Linked DNA regions of Gossypium hirsutum: region 2 is linked to region 1. Evidence: chromatin contacts called from public Hi-C data. All regions are on one chromosome and are shown on one strand. Each heading gives the region's core, a stretch centred on a gene start, on an enhancer-like site or on the middle of the called end of the contact. The rest is flanking DNA. Distances are from core to core; before and after follow the strand shown.

The links. A called contact is a pair of places that touch in the nucleus more often than the background predicts.
Region 2: a contact with region 1 is called in a Hi-C map of leaf, with 2.4 times the contacts expected there. The contact joins two enhancer-like sites. A contact is called at or near these places in 2 of 34 Hi-C or Micro-C datasets (leaf and petal).

Annotation. Positions count from the first base shown.
Region 1 is chrD10:35,479,203-35,481,902 of Gossypium_hirsutum_v2.1, reverse strand. LOC107914863 reads right to left here. Exons shown (of 15, transcript XM_041102560.1): 14 at 2,581-2,700; 15 at 1,674-2,484. The coding sequence ends at 1,981. Among protein-coding and RNA genes, the nearest start is that of LOC107914863, 12 kb to the right of the region's middle. Within about 2 kb of position 1,377, at least 4 of the 9 cell types and tissues checked have an H3K27ac peak or open chromatin away from gene starts, as enhancers often do. A contact at or near this core is called in leaf, where this site is marked.
Region 2 is chrD10:35,776,585-35,779,284 of Gossypium_hirsutum_v2.1, reverse strand. It overlaps the pseudogene LOC107914855. Among protein-coding and RNA genes, the nearest start is that of LOC121222819, 40 kb to the left of the region's middle. Within about 2 kb of position 1,379, at least 1 of the 9 cell types and tissues checked has an H3K27ac peak or open chromatin away from gene starts, as enhancers often do. A contact at or near this core is called in leaf, where this site is marked.

The sequences.
Region 1 (2,700 bases), core at 128-2,627:
ATAAACATGTATATACTAAGTTGGTAATTGAATTTTGGTATAATTTAATTATATGTGCTAATGTTGATGAATGAAAGTTAATAGATGATGGATGATATGTTAGGCATATATATATTGAGCTTGGTAGGAATTTAAGCATTGAGAAATTGTTTAGTTTGATTGAATGGTATTATTTGGTTAATTAATAAAAATAGGGTATAAGTATGTTATTGAATGTATATCAATGTGTTTATGATCCTAGTTGAAATGGTATAAGGATGAATTGTTGATGCATAGTTAAAGATGACATGTTTTGATATTGGTTAGAATGCAGATAAGGCATATGAATTGGTATTTAAGATGTGAATTGGTATGGTTTGATAATAGATTGGAAATACCAAATGTAGAATTTGAAAATTTTCTATGAGGTATCGATGTTTTGGGAAGGGTATCGATACTTTAATAATTTTTTTTTATTTTTCAAAAAATCGAACTATAAAATAGTATTGATACAAGGGTAACGTATTGATACTTTGTAGAAGGTACCAATACTTTATAAAAGGTATCAATACCTTTGATTTTTGTTCGTTTTTTCTAAACTTCGAAGTTCAAATTGGTATCAATACCAAGTAGGGGTATTGATTCTTGATTTGAAATTTTATAAAATATTACAATTTGTCCATTTTTCTACTAACCTACTTGATACCTTAGCCTCGAATGAAGAAGATGATGGAAATAAAGTAAAAGGTTTCTTTCTAGCTAGATTAGTGCAACAAGATCTACTCACTTCTCCAGTAGCATAGCACCTTATTAATGCTTTTAACTCATTTTTTCATTGTTGAAAAAATTTGCACTTTAAGTCCCCTTACTTTTTGAATTTTACAATTTAGTCCCGAAATTGAATTCCATCAAATTAAAACATATTATAAGTCATCCTTATGCCCTTGGCTCTTACTTCCTCAACTTGATCAAATTACATTGTAGCCCTCTTATTTTTCAAAATTTATAATTTGGTCCCTTTGTACCAAAATCACATATTTTCACAATCATTCTCTCAAATTTCCTCTTCTAAAAATCAAAGCGATTCTTTAAGACTTCATTTATAGAACTTGTTTTCAAATTCTCTTCAAAATTTCGTTGTATTGAGTCTCAGAACAGTACCATTTACTGTACCAAAAGTTTGGGGGGTTACACAAGTGATTGAAATGTCGAGGTTCCAAATGAGGAAAATAAACCAGGTTAACAAAGAGAGACCATGGTTACCCTATGGACAAAAAGCATGTGTCTTCGAAGCGTTTGGACCGCTTCAAGGTTCCAAGGATCCCTAAAGTATTGACTATTGCATCGGGGGGGTCAGTGCCCTAGGCACGAAAGGGGCCTATTGCATGACTACTCGGTTGGCTTCCAGAGTTAACGAACTCTTCGGCCTCTTCTATGGATGAGGAGCTTCGGGGTATATCTGGGAAAGTTACTTCCTAAGCTTGGCAGGGAGAAACCTTCGATGGAGAGTTGATTCCCAAACTTTCCATCATTTCATATGCACAAAAGTAAGCAGTCAACATTATAAAAGCCCAGCTTACCTTTCCAGTGAAAAGGAAAATGAGCCACTCACCTGACAAGACAAGATTTCAGTCCCTAATAATTTTATCCCGTTCTCAATTATCAAAACATAAATAAATGAAAAGGAAGATGGCTAAAGCAAATATCATCAACCATATAACAGTCAGAGCAAATCAAAGAATTTTTGGTAATGGGTATCGCCATACAATCCCCTAATTGTGCCCCAAAAAAAAAAAAAACATTACATCTTTTTCCACCAAAAATTAAAAACAATAGACAATGAAAGCCAATGACACTATAACCAAATTTCTTAGCACATCACAAACCATTCTTTTTCTCCCCCCCCCCCTTTTTTGTAACATTTTACAAAGCTACGGATCCTATACTTAGTTACAAAAATAATACAATCCCCAGGCAGCTCAAACAAGCTCATCTTACCTTTCATCGACTGTTTCGAAAGAAGTTGAGATCCCAGCGACGCATCAAACCATCCATGATGTTATTAGAGGGGTTCCGTATAACTGTTACAGTGGCTTTTGTGCTACCTGACATGTCAGCATCAGATGAACTTTGGGTACTTGCTGATGTATCAGTTCGAGCACAGGATGTGCTCACTGTTTCCTCGGTTGACGGAGATCTATCAAATGCACGTCCCAAAGATGACATGCTAGTATCAGGGGATGCATGCTCCAGGCCAACATTGGAGCCATTGATTACTAAGGTGGATTGTGTCTCAAAAGGTACCTGAACATGTACCACTTGAGTGGAAGTGGATTCTAGAGGCAAGGAACTGGACTTTTCTGTGGTGGAACAAGTATCCCTGCCATTTATTTCATCTTTCTTTGCAGACTCTGAAGAATCAGCACAAGCCTTGGCTTGCTCTTCTGTCTGAGGTTGTCGCATATCTAAGTCTTTTAAGGACTCAATTATGGCTTCCATAAACATCTGAACCCATCAATAAAAAATTGATGAAGGGTTATACGTTGATTAAATAGCCATGAATTGTTTTGGACACAATGAAAGATGAGACTTTCAACTCACCCTCTCTTCTTCCTCCACATTACATGGGAAGCCTGTCAAGTCATCCAGTTGATATTCTACGTACTGATCATCATCCATTGTTGTTGGCACATGTGGGTCAAAGGGATGACCGTTGGATAA
Region 2 (2,700 bases), core at 130-2,629, 300 kb before region 1:
GGATTGAGACACATATTTGTTGTTCCCCGTGCATCTCGTATGATTGGTGTGATCACTAGAAAGGATTTGTTGATTGAAGAGGTACTTTTAGCTGCATCAGCTTTTTCTTAAGATTTTTAATTTGGACTCTATAGTAATTTGAACGTGTGATCTCTTATGTCACAGGAAACTGATTCAACTACAATGGAGCTCCAATCAACTAGTGTAAGGTCTCTCTGCTGCCTTACTTTCTGTTTACAAAATTTTAATTGACTGAGAACGTATAAAGTATGTGGAAATCCTAATCTCAACTTGACACCTGTCTAACCTCACCAAACAGACTTTAAAGCTATATCGCGGACTCTCTTTCAAGTCACTAAGGTGGTTATGTGCAAATCTCAAGGGTGGAATGAGAACTATAATCTGCCTAACTAATAATGTAGTGTGCAAGTCCACGTGTAGGCACAACAGTAAAAATCATTCAGTTTTGGTTTTAAGGTAGTATGCTCCTATCTCCGAAAATGGCCTTTCGAATTTTCTTTCTCCTACATGTCAACTAAAGTGTAAGATAGGTCTCTTTGACTTAATAACTAGTAACATCTTCAGATGTTAAGGTGCGTCTGAACTTGACAATAGAAACTCTATTAGTATTCCTATGGCAAGCATATATTATCTTGGTGTGTTCACGTTCTCTCTTCTGTAAGTGTTTCATGGGCATATATCTCCACATCAATTATCTAACTTGTCTGAGGGACCGAGCAACCTTTTTAGCTCGGACAGTGTAGGGTGAGTAAATATATTTTAATTCTGTGATTACTACTTAATAATTAAAATTTATTTTATATGAATATAAATATAAATATTAATCTTTAATATCTAATATATTTTATTATCTTTGGCATTTTCAGTATTTGCTTTGATTTCTGTTTTATTTTTAGGTTTAATGGTAGAGGTCAGCGACATGAGAAAAGATTGTTGGTAGGAAATGCAGATGCAGAGCGCCCACTTCTGAATGGTCTTTTGATTCAGGATCATGATATTCAACATCATACGTCTACTACATAACATATTACGGTTCTTCTCCTAAGCTCAAATTCTCATTTTCTACATAAATTTGTTCGAACGGTTAGGTTAGATCCGATATACCACACTGACTGGAACGCTGTATCATATTATTAGAAAATGAAAAATGTATAATAGCTTTGATAGGCAAGTTGTATTTAACGGATTATCTCTTCAATTTCATATCGGATTTCGCAAGTTTAAGTTGCTCACTCGGGAAGCTTGGTGATGGAGTTACAAATGGTTAAATTTTGAGTTCACACAACGTGTAAAGGGTATAAAAGACCGATTGATTGAGGGCGAAGACTTTTTGTGTAGTCAAGAATTGGGGTCTCATGATCACTAGTCAATATGTTTTTCCTTTTCTTGCACGCCTTTTATAGTTCATGGTTTGATACTTTGGGGTCCAATTCGGATAGTGATGTTGAACCGTTCAAAACCATTATCAAATCGGAAATCAGGATCGTTTGAATTTATTTAAAAAATCGATTTAATCGGTGTTTTAGTAGTTTTATGAATTTTTGTTTTATGTTTCATACATTATTTAGTCCAATTTTATCTAATCCAATAATTCAACCAAAGAAAAATTTAAATGAAAATGAAAAAAAAAAACAGAACAAGGAATGAGAAGAGAGAATCTGCACTGCTGAGAGAAACTTGATAAAACTATAAAAGAAAAAACTTGATGAAACTTGATGGTTCTGAGAAAAATTCTACAAAGCAAAGAGTGAAACTGAAAGATTTTGAATATATATCTCTATATATATGCAATATTGATGAAAGCATAAAGCAAATTTCAAAAAAAAAAAAAAAGAAAGATGAAGAAGAAGAAAGTGATTAAACAAATAAAGAAAAATGGAAGTGATAGATTGAGAAGGTGGCAGACGGCAGATAAAAAAACTAATGGTGAGCTTGGATAGGCGGTGCGTTTATCTGCGGTTAGTGTAAAAATAGCAGTGGCGGTGAGATTAGATACTGTAGCGTGAGACAAAAAGTAAACTAAACGCACCGCAACGCACCCAATCGCTCATCCAAACCCACTCTAAGGGAAGTTAAATATCCTAATATTTGGGTTATTGAGCCCAGTTAGATAAAAAGATGGATAATAAAGTATTGGGCTTGGTATGGTTTATTTTTAAAACTTTTAAATAAAATGAAAATTTAAAATTTATATATTATATAATAAAAATAAATTCTGGTTGGATTGCCAGTCTAACCGATTTGAATTGGGAATAGTGGTCTGGTGGATTTGACCACCAGTCCGGTTTAAAAGAGCATTGATGAAAAGCTTTTATTTGAGTTCCTTAAAAAGATTTGGTTTTTATTTTATTATTTTGAAAGGTTTAACTTTTACGTAAGTATTTGTTAAAAGGTATAGTTTTAATTTAAGCAGTTAATCTTAATAAATTATTAGGAAAATAGAATTGATATTACGTGTAGAAAAATAAATTAACAATTTGATAAAGATATTGTAAGGTCAATTATTGTATAGAAGATTGATTTATATGTTTTCTAAGTGTCTCCTATAGGTATTGTAAATTTGCTTTTAGTTGAAGGCATGAGTTTCCTTGATTTATCTATAGTTAATTTTGGTTAGGACTTTGGTTCTCCTGCTTTCAACTAAAAATGAAAAACATATTGATAGTTTTGAAGGAACAT